2 separate regions of the Gossypium arboreum genome follow, and region 2 is linked to region 1. The links are chromatin contacts, called in public Hi-C maps. All regions are on one chromosome and are shown on one strand. Each heading gives the region's core, a stretch centred on a gene start, on an enhancer-like site or on the middle of the called end of the contact. The rest is flanking DNA. Distances are from core to core; before and after follow the strand shown. Region 1 holds the start of LOC108479979 (alpha-L-fucosidase 2-like). Region 2 holds the start of LOC108476575 (triacylglycerol lipase 1).

Region 1 (6,218 bases), core at 2,002-4,501:
CCACAGATGAACACAAAGCCAAGCTCCACCCATGGGCCATAATGCCCAATCAACATCACCAGCATCTGCTGATGATTTTGCCCATATGTCAGATTTATGATGTACAACCCAACCGCTTGTTTCATAGTTGACCTGTAGATTGTGTTACAAAGAAATTTTCATATGAAAAAATGTAAAATAGAAAAAGGAGGAACATATACCTCATAAGCCATAAGATATTATTGTCAAGGTCTACTGTTATAAAACTATGGCTTCTAGGTTAGAGGAGGAAGGGCAGTATGTTCGTTTCCCAGTAAAGAAAAACCCTAATAAGAAGCCAGATATCTACATATCAAAATGCAGGACCTATGACTTTCAAATCATTGCAGGAATCAGAACACTCGATTCGAAGTTTCAACCATGTAATTTAGCAGGTATAAACAGGTTATATTTACAAGACTAAATCAGTGTAGCAGGTTTAGTTTAAAGGGAAGACTCTTACTTCTGCAGTTTTACGACCATTGACCGATAGGGAACTGAGGAAATCAAATAAGGGCTCCTGGCATTCACTAAGGTTGCATGGCAAGGAAGGCCAATAATTCATTTCAAGATTGATGTTCAAATGAGGAGCAGAGCTGAGGACAGAGGTAACAGAACCAGTCACAATCCAAGTAATACTTTGATGGATATAATGGCTGCAGATATAATGTTCCACAGGACATACATCACACAAGCAAGATTAAATGAGAAAAATAAGAGAAACGGAATGTAGACATACTCCCATTTTGGCTCAAGATCTTTGTTCCATATTCCTTGCAAGTTAGCCACCTGAGTTCCAGGCCGTGAAGAAGAAATAAGTAAATACCGGCCAAACTGGAACAGAAGCTCGACAAGATATGGATCCTCATCCATTTGAAAAGATTTTATTCTCTCAGCCGTTGTTGGAACTCTACCGTCTTGATTTTTCTTGAGGCACACAACAGATCTTGAACTTTGTGAAAACTGCAGTGAGACACGGCGGAACAGATTCTGGTAGTCATCCAAATGATGAGCATAAAGATCAACATGTGACAGATTACTAATCGACTTCAGGACATTGAGAGAATCTGAAGTAGGATCCTTCTTAGAATCTGATGGCTTGGTGAATGGCCCATCAAATGAAGATGATGCCACCAGAAGCAAAATAGCCCAATCAGAACCTTCAACCCTTAACTTGCTGTCATCTAGAATATGTACGATGCCATTCCCCTTGCTAATCTTTAAATCAAGAACAGCAGAAAACTGGATACCCTTTCGCTTGTCATCTGCATACACTTGTGGTGGGATTCGCTTTTCTGGGCAATGTCCTTCCATTATAATCTGCCTTTCACCGGTCATTTTACAATGGTGATCTAACTTGCTGTCCAGATATACAGTAAAGGATACAGACCCAGGCTTGCTCCCAGAAATCTTCGTTACCATTACTTGGTCGGGATTAGAGGCAAAATGCTCTCTGGAAAATTCTACACCATCCACAGTATATTTTATTTGCACAGTTGCATTATCCAAGTCCAGCTCTCTTTGATACGTTTCTTTATCATAATTCAGATGAGAATCATCAAATTCCAGCTTGATATCACCAAGTAGTTGATAAACCTCCATCATTAAAAGGCAAAAATCACCCAGATAAGCTTCTTAGAACAATTTCAATATTTTCCAGTAGAACAAATTAAACTGAGACCTGTGATTCATGAATTTAACTCCTAAATCAAAGAAATAGTTTGGCAAATTCTATAATTTTACATTGCCTTCACACAAGTTTTTTATAATAATAATAATAAGGAAAAGAAGTAACATACATCTGCAGGATTTCCAACCAACTTGGCTGATGCTACAGTAGCTTCAGCAAATTCACCACTATCAACAAGCTTTCTAATCTCTGATAGAGCATATGGAGCATTGGGGTTTGTATAGTCTCCAGGAACCCCAGTCCAAAGTGTGTCCTCTACAAAATTATTTAACAATAGTCATTTTCTACTAGTTTCATTGATAATTTGTAGACACCACATGTAATGTATATTCATTTTAATGGTCTTATTATTCACTCATTCAGAAACGTAACACAAGTTATTAAAGAGAATTTGATAAGATTTGACAAGAAAGCGAAAGGAAAATATAGTATTAGTTCACCGTTGAGCTGGATAAGTTCGGAAGCGACGCCACCCCAAATCATGGCACCAAGACGACCATTCCCAACGGGGAGGGCGTCGGTCCAGTACTTGGCGGGTTCGTTGAAGATGACTTTCAGTGGCCTTGAAGTTGAATCCGAGGAGCATGGGTTCCAGAGATCGGCCACTGTGGGTCTCCGCACCATAATCCACTCTTCATCTCTCATTACCGCAAAATCAGAAGTAGAGATTGTACAATATACCAACTAATGCTTCTTTTTTGACTTCTGGTTCAAGTTTCTTTCTTTTATCGTTATCGTGTATGTATATTTACAGAGCCAGGAGCAGGAGTGGTGAAGAGTGTGGGCTGTCTTTCTGACAGAAGGAAAAGAGATTGCTTCTTCTTGTTTTGGGTTTTCTATACGCAAATAGTCCAAACTTCTTTCTTTGGGTTACAATATGCCATGGTAATTTGAATCCTTTCACAGAATTCTGGTTTTTTTAAGCAGAAGATCAAATCCATAAGAGACTTTCTTCTTCTTCTTTTTTTGCTTTTGAAGCAAATTAATGTTTGTGGTTCAGCCAACCACGTGCCATCAATCCTTCCAGACATCAATTTCGCTATTGCACAAAGGAATTGCCAAAACAATCTTATTTTCCTTTGAATTCAATATGAGGTTTTACAAGTGATTTCATCATAGGATTTTAGTTTTTTCTCTTTCAAAAATTGTAGCCAGTGCTTTAAAACATAATTTCCAAAAGTTCCTTTACAGTGGAATTTTCTCAAAAATCGTTTATCAATAAAATTCATGAAAAAACAAAAGCCCTTTTTTGAACTCAAAAAATACAACAGACACGAAAATAAATAATAATATGCATAGTTTCACTTCACTTCGAATAATCTCCTCGAAAATAATTTTATAGCTTGCACTTGCTTTTCCATGTCTGCTTACACTTGATTTTCAATGTCTACAAATTGAATTAAGGACAATACAAATTCTAATACAAAATCATTTCTATTCTCAATAAAGGAAGACATCATTTTAACTAACACGCAAATAAGGATGTAATTGTCTATAGTCGTCAACTTAACTTTATTGATCATGTCTAATATATTTTTTTTAGTTCATGCCCTAAATCCCAACAAAATGGAAATTAATTTTGATTAATACAAATAATTTGTTGACATAATGTATAACTCCAAATTAATCTTTAAAGACTGATGATAATAACCTTAATACGTAATAAACCTATATGAAAATGGGATTTTATGAACAAGCCCATATAATTGGAGGAGTTAATGTTCCACCAGAGATATATCACTATTAGAATAATTACAATATTAGGTGGAGGAAAAAGCAAGGCTCAACAATCTCTTGAGGGCCGATTTCGCAATCAACAAATTTTATTTATCATTTATACCTTGTCGAAATTTATCGTTACTTACCCTAATAGATTCTATATTTTCTTTTTCATTAAACTAATTTTTACACTCTATGTTTTCTTTTTCAATGGCCAAATGTTGTAATTTAAAATACAAAGTAATTTATCTTACTTTTTTATTGTTAACAAACAATTCATATCAAACTAAAGTACGTTCATAATTTAAATGCATGAGAAAATGAAACAAAAATGAGGAAATATTTGATACAGAAAGACAGTTTTGGTATCTGTTCTTATTTTCTAATGGCTACCCCAACAATGGTGTAAAAAGTTTTTGGCAATTTACACCATGACCTCTCCCCAAATATCTTGCCCAAACAATCTTATTTTTCTTTTAATCAGAACATTGAATTTGTGCTGAGGCCTTCCATTGCTGCCTTCTTGTAGAGGTCTTGCGATAAGAGTGATTTCATCATTTGGTTTTAATCCTTTCTCATTCGAAAATTGAGGCCAGTCAATTGAAACATAATTTCCAATGACTTCATGAGTATGGAATTTTGTCAAAACCGTCCACACTTTTCCCAAGCTATCAATAATATCCATGAAAAAAAAACGCCCTTCTTGAAATTCAAAAAACTCACTAACATACATGAAAGGGAAAAAAAATACACATCGGTCCACTTCGCTTTGAATTATTCTCCTTGAGAATAATCTCCTACCTTGCATATGGTTTTCCATGTCCACAATTTGAATTGAGAGCAATACAATAATGATTCTAATACGAATTTGTATGATTTTTGATGATTGTAATAAAAATTCTAATACAAAAATTCTTTATATATTTAATGAAGGAAGACAGTCACTTTAACTAACACCTTTGTAAATAGGTATGTAATTGTTCGTGAGTGAATTGACTTAACTTTCCACTTAGTTAATACACATTGCTTTTCATGCTATAAGCATGCTCATTATTATGAAGAAGCCCCCACAAAGCAGTTATCCATGTTGTTGATCATTCTTGACTCTCGTCCCCTGTTTCAGCCTACATAAAGTGTAAGCATACTGCTTAAAATATAGTGTAAGCATACTGCTTAAAATATATTAATCATATAGTTTAAAGCAATATAAATCTTTATCCGATCACTGGTTCTAACTTCAGAAATAGCCATCAAGGTTCTCATTATACGAATGTAACAATTTACATAAATTAGTGGCTCTAGAATCCATCAATCTATGGTTATTATATTTATGAAGAAAACGTGCTTAATACAAACGCAACGTAGGAAGCTAGATAACAAGCGCTTTTCATACCAATACATGAAGCAAATTTGTACCACTCATACGATCTAGGACATTACAACAGATAGGAAGAAATTGCAGCAAGCAGAAAAAAAAAATTTAATGAGAGTACTATAAGGGAAAGAAGCAAGAAGTTATGTTTAAGAGAGGTGGTAAAAACATACTCTCATGCTGGCTCAATATACCTTGCAGGATTGACACCTGACTTCCGGGTCGTGAAGAAGAAATAAGCAAATACCCTGCAAGAAGGATCTTCATCTGTTTGAAAAGATTTCACCCGCTCAGCAGTTGAAACTGCACCATCGTTGCTTTTACTAAAATGTGATTTTTTTTGTAGAAGATTTAACTTCCTTCATCTCCAAAGAGCCATCCCCTAAATTGCCCTTCGAACTTTTTGAAAGCTGCAGAGAGGCACGATAGAAAAGATTCTGATAGTTATCCAAGTGGTGGGCCTAAAGATCAGCCCAATCCGAACCTTGAACTTCTTATCATCTATATTATGTATACCACCTCCTTGACAAACTTGTAACTCAAGAAGTGTAGCAAACTGAATTCCCTTCGGATTCTCATTTAAACTCACTTTTGGTTGGATTCTTTTACCAGGACAACTCCCTACATTATAATCTGATTTTGCCTTTTTTGCCTGTGAACGGTGGTGTAACGTGCTATCTAAAGAAACTGTAAATGAAAGTGACCCCGGTTTGCTTCCAGACAATGGCGAAGCCAAGGGGGGCTGGTTACGCCCGGCCCCTAAAATGGAAATTTTTTATTTTGGGTCTTTATAATTTATAAAATTTTAAATTAGTAATGTTAAAATTGTACTTTGGCCCCCTAAAAATAATAAAAATTTGATTTAATCTTTTAAAAATTATAAAAATATACACTATTAAAATTATGAAATTGAATTTTTATTATCGTACAAATATACAATTTAATTCCGACCCTTACATCAAAATTTTCTAACTCCGTCACTACTTCCAGAAATCTTTGTTACTATAACCTAACCAGGATTCGAAGCAAAATGTTCCCTCGTAAATTCAACATCACCAACGGAATATTTCACTCTTGCTGTTGCAGTTTCCAAGTCAAAGTCTCATTGAACATTTTAATTATTCAATTGAATAGTAGCAAAGCATAATTTCATTGTGATTGCATATTTTAATTCTTCACTTGAATGGTAGCAAAGAAGCAAAGCATAAATTCTTTGTGATTTACAATGTATCCTTTAAAGCATTAGCTGTAACAACTAACTAATGCGTTCGCATTTATTCTTTCTGCCCTCATCATTTAATTTGAGGCATGGTCGATTGTTGGTTGTAAGGTTAGCATGGATGACAAATTGCAAGCAATTGTTGGATAAATGTCATCAACTGGGATAAATTTACTCGGAGAGAATGGAAAAAGAGTAAC
Region 2 (5,602 bases), core at 2,141-4,640, 140 kb after region 1:
TTTCCGTGAGCAGGTTAGTAGAAGTCAAGTGTCCCGGCTTAGCATCCAGAACAATCCCGACTCCAACACAAATTTGGTGATGTATATTTTTCTTTTGGGTAAAGGTGGCATGTACATAGGTGTTGTTTAGTCACTTGAATATGTATATTACTTTGGGTAGTGAAGGATGAATTATAAGATTTAGATGGTTAAATGAATGAAGTTTTAATCAATTTAGAATGATGCTATGATAGTTATTAAGTAAAAATTATGTTAATGATATAAATATTAGTTATATGAATGTGAAACATTGGTGTTGGTTGTTTTGGTTTGAATTTGCGGGGGTTTAGGTAAAATAAGCGAATGTCTTGCAAATTTTTATAAAAAAATTCTGGAATACTCAAACAAGTCCCGTTCTACTTTTAATACGTGTTTGAACTTCGAGAGTCCAATATAGGGACTTAATTATTATATTATACTATGAAAGTTATATTAATTGTAGATTATTCGTAAGTTGTCTAATATGTCCGGTAATGCCTCATAACCTCGTTCCGGCGACGGTTTGGGATTAGGGGGTGTTACATGATTGAACTTGGAAATGGTTATTTGTATGTTTGATTAATAGATTAAATTGGTATGTATTGAATTGTGGTCCAATTGGCATGAGTTGCATAGATAGAAATTGCAATTTTGATTGCCATTTGAGGCATATTAGTGTAGTTGATTGGATTTGGCTGAGTTGTAGTATTTAGTATGTTTTCAATTGGATATATGCAGATTTGAGGTATGCCTATAAGTACCATTTGATTTTTAACTTGGCTTGAGCATGTAAAAGTACCAAAATGTGAGATTTTTTACCATTTGGTAAAAAGTATCAATACTATGGATTAAGGTATTGGTACTTTATCAAATTACCATGATTCAAAATCGAAAGAATGTCAATTTGGTATTAATACCAATATAAAGTATCAATACTTATTCTCAAGGATTGATACTCTATAAAGGTATCGATACAAATTGACTTGTGTTCAAATTTTGAAAAATGGCAGAATGTTAAAATAGTATCTATAATGAATTTGGTATCGATACTTCTTATAGGGGTATTTGGTACCTTATTCAAAGTATCGATACTTGTAAATTTTACTTTGATTTTTGAGACATCGAAGTTGAAAATAGTATTGGTACCTGTTGTGGGTATCGGTACATATTGTTAAATTTTGAAAAGCTTTCAAAATGGTACTTATTCATGTTCGGGTCAACTTGGGAGCTTTCGTAAGCTCGATTAAATCTCGGTTTTGTTTGTAAATCATGTTATACATGGAAGTATGATACAAATTGATGTTTTATTGAACTAATGACTATGAATTGTATGTGATTGTTCTAGTAACAGTAGTAGCATCCTGTAGTTCAGGCTCGACGACTGGGTTGGGCGAAGGGTGTTACAATTTATAAGTATTTTTTATACATATATTAAATATTTTTAATATTTATAAGTATTTTTTACATATATTAAATAATTTAAAAAATAGCAATTAGTCTGAAATGATGCACCAAAGTAGACCGATGCCGATACATATTAGTTCCTGTAAAAAATTATATGTCCATCGATACTGTACTTACTCATGATATAGCCAGCTACTTGCTATAATAACATTCCATTATAACAATCAAGTTTCTAGTAGAATCGATTTTTTTATGTTTTATTTTAACTCTCTATAATAACTTTTCACTTATAACAACATCTATAATTATGAAATACATTATTTATTAAATTAGTTGTCTATAACAACATATTGTCTAATTTTTAAGTAAAACTATAATTATTTCATATAAGCAAGCCTATTAATAATCATTTATTAAATAAAACTGATCTTAATTAAAATATTATTTTGATAAAATGATTAAATTTCATGTGAAAATCTATTAATTATATTTTATTAAATGAAAATAATATTCAATGAGTGTAATTAAATATATCAATTAAATAAACTATTAAGTTCTCTAATTAAATATTCTAGTATGAATTTAAAACACCATAAACTTATAAATTGATTACTTGAATTTAGTAACTTATGATAAATTAATTAATTTAATTTGATAACTCATATTGATTAATTTAACTTGCTAGATTTAAAATTTTATAATTAATCGGTGAAAGAATATAAAATCAAATATGCATAAAGGCTATATTTCATGAATGTTATGAATCTTTTAAAATTGTCGATTTGATCATATTCTTTTTTAACATAATTTTCATTTTTTTATTTGATGAAAATTCAATATATAAATCCTATGATAAGTTTACAACGATTATTTCTCTATAACAATATGCTATTATATATGTCTAGCAATGACCTTTCTATAACTGATAAAAATTAAACAGACAAATAAATATTTTACAAAGAGGGATAAGTGTACTTTTACATTTTGAGTGGACAAGAGAAAAGTATTTAGGAGTATAACAGTTCAACCTTTCCTCTTTGCCATAGCAAAGTTAATTACCCTTAGAATACTGACAAAGCCCCCAATTCTTGCAGCCACAGGAGCAGCCATTGGTAGCACCTCTGGATTAAAATGTGGTATAGGTAAGACAGAGAAAACATTACCTGGGATTTTGATGGGTTCTTCGCTTGCACTTCACATCTGAATTAAATGTGGTATAGGTATGACAGAAAACAACATTTCACAGCGCAGCAAATGCTAAGCCCAAAATGTTGTTCTTGTATGTAAATTATGTTTTGAAAGGTGGGTAAGGGAGGATAATGGGAAGTAATTTAGGACTGGTGAGATGGGTTGCCACTTTTTGGGGTTTGGGATTGCAACGAATAGCACCAGAATTTTGGGGGTGTAGATCAGTTAAAGATTAGAGATCCAACAAAATTTTGTTTTAATATTTATTTTTGTTTAAAAATAACTTTATCTTGATATTTCGGGATTTAAGTAAGATAGTACGGTATTTTCTACTTCAATTAATAGTTGAGAGTTTAATTTTCACAAGTATGAAATAATTTTAAAATTAAGTACCAATATTTACCATTTAACAAACTTAGTAGATATTTGTATCGCGTGACGATATACAAATATTTTAAAAATATTATATATTTTATCAAAAATGAATTTTAAATAATTTCCTTTTAAAATTATTGAATTTCTATGTATTTTTAAACTTTTAAAATTAAGATTAATTTTAAATATTTAATATTTTTTAAATATAGATCAAATTAATAGTACTAAATTTGTTATTATGAAAATAACAAACATACTAATTGCTAGTAACTATTGATGCAACGTCCTATTTTGAAAAAAGAACACAAAAGTTAAAAGGTTAAAAACTGAAGTAAATTATTAGAAAAGGACATGATCTAATGGTTCCGACGACAGGATCACGGGCCACAAAATTACAAAAGAGAATAAAAAATGGATCTGCTACGGAAAGATCTGAGAGTGAGTTAAATTTTGTGAAGTCTATTAAGTTAAAGAGAATAAAATTGGAAAGGAGTAGAAAACTTTTATATTTATTTAATGGTTAAAATTCATGAAAGCTATGATAAGGTGAACAGAGTGTGTGGCACTCTAGTCCCGATCATTCAACTACTCCCCATTCAGAGAGATGGACAAGTTTCCGGCGTTTCTTCTTCTTCCATTTCTTTGCTTTTTCCACTCTTTATTTCTTTCCGACGCCGATGTTACCGGAAATTCGTCCGATCCCGGCCTAACTCTCTCCGCCGACTCTCTCTGCGCCCAGCTTATCGAGCCCAATGGTTATTTCTGCACTGAACACACTGTACTCTCTCTCCCTCCCTTTCTATTATTATTCTTGTCAAGGTTCTTTTGGCCGCTAAGAAACCGGGAAAAAATGATAATGAGGGAAAAATAGTAAAGGACTATTATGTTTTGAGCCATAAAAGAAGCAATCAAAGCAAAATATGCATTTTTTGTTTGTTTTTGGAAGGGACTGCAGAGACGGAGTTTACCTTTCCTTTTCCCTCATTTTCGTTGTACCGATAGTGTCCTTAATTTATAGAATTTCTTCTGCTGTTTCTTTCATCCCCTTTTCATAAATTTTTAAAGTTTCTTTTTTAATGATTTGTAGAAAGTTTTCTGAAATCTGCTTACTTCAGTTCTTTAGGGTTCTCTAGTTAAATTTTGTTGCTTTCTTGTTTGGTAACTGAAATTGAAGTTTCCTTTTAATTTTGTGGTTTATTACTAATTTTCTTTCAGGTTCAAACTAAGGATGGCTATTTATTAGCTCTCCAACGCGTCTCATCTCGTTCTGGGGATCTTAAAGTTCAGCAAGGTCATCCTGTTCTGCTTCAGCATGGATTATTCATGGTAAATTCCCCATTTAATTGAAACAAAATTTTCAAATAACAGAGTTATTTAGCTGTTATTATGTATCTTATTCATGTAAGGTCTTCTAATGTGTCTTGATCCTACCAGCTACTAGATATTGATTTACTTGTATGAAATTTCTCTTGTTCCTTTTTCCCCCTTTGTTTTTCCAGTGAAAATGCATGCTGAAAGATGCCTTTTTTTTTTTTTTTTTCTAAAACAAAATCCTTGATCTAGTGATTGTTGCAATAAATAACAAAGCAAATGAGATTGTGTGCTTTCTGTTTGGAAGATTATATGTTATCTCTGTTTATATTCTCCAGGACTGTAATTTTGTATATGCATGTATTTGTTTTACGTTGATAGGATTTTATACTGATTTGATACTACTTTGATATACTAAACAGGCAGGTGATGCATGGTTTTTGGATTCCACTGAACAGTCGTTGGGCTTCATCCTTGCAGACCAGGGTTTTGATGTGTGGGTTGGAAATGTTCGTGGAACACGTTGGAGCCATGGACACATATCTTTATTAGATACAGACAAGGTAGGCGAACTCTATACAGAATGCCTCTTTCTCTTAGCTAGAATTCATCTTGCAATATTTATGGATTAGTTATTCTGTTTTTAATGTGGATAACTTAAACTACCTTAGACGTTGGTTGCATGAGTATCAGTTTTTTTTTTTTTTTTATGCAATTTGTGTGTCCAACTTAGTTGGCTGTGTGTGTTTTATGTGTTGACACCCACATGGCTTATTTTCAATGTTTGTGCATCTTTGTTTAGTGTACCACAAAATCCAGTTTCATAGCTTAGTATGCAATATGCTAGTTGTAACACCCTCTTCTCCATTATTTTCTTTCCTTTTTCCCTCCTTAACAATGTAAGGGTTTCCTGGTGCATCTATATCCTAATATAATCTATGTCAAGGTTGACTGGTAGTATCTCATAGACTCGAAAACTATTGGCTTTTCTTGCAGGAATTTTGGGAGTGGAGTTGGCAGGAATTAGCTTTGTATGATCTTGCAGAAATGTTGCACTACATACACGCAATTACCAGCTCCAAAATCTTTATTGTTGGACATTCACAGGTCCTGCATGCATTATAATATACCTAGAGCATGGTTTTCCTGGCTTTTGCTGATTACCTTTTTAGGTTACTTATCCAATGCTTTTTAATGACAGGGCACAATAATGTCTTTGGCTGCTCTCACTCAGCCAGACATAGTGGAAATGGTTGAAGCTGCTGCTCTTTTGTCTCCAATATCTTATTTGGAACATGTCAGCGCT

Evidence for each region. A called contact is a pair of places that touch in the nucleus more often than the background predicts.
Region 2: a Hi-C map of leaf shows a contact between it and region 1, with 2.5 times the contacts expected there. The contact joins the promoter of LOC108476575 here to the promoter of LOC108479979 in region 1. A contact is called at or near these places in 2 of 5 Hi-C or Micro-C datasets (both in leaf).

The regions. Positions count from the first base shown.
Region 1 is chr12:2,954,215-2,960,432 of ASM2569848v2, forward strand. LOC108479979 (alpha-L-fucosidase 2-like) reads right to left here and starts at 3,252. Exons shown (of 11, transcript XM_053023023.1): 1 at 2,149-3,252; 2 at 1,818-1,963; 3 at 758-1,614; 4 at 482-614; 5 at 1-132. The coding sequence starts at 2,353. It overlaps LOC128285681 (a long non-coding RNA gene), which reads right to left and starts at 5,390. Exons shown (of 2, transcript XR_008276210.1): 1 at 4,973-5,390; 2 at 4,283-4,551.
Region 2 is chr12:3,096,787-3,102,388 of ASM2569848v2, forward strand. It overlaps LOC108476575 (triacylglycerol lipase 1), which reads left to right and starts at 3,391. Exons shown (of 9, transcript XM_017778815.2): 1 at 3,391-3,763; 2 at 4,201-4,311; 3 at 4,719-4,859; 4 at 5,293-5,403; 5 at 5,498-5,602. The coding sequence starts at 3,590.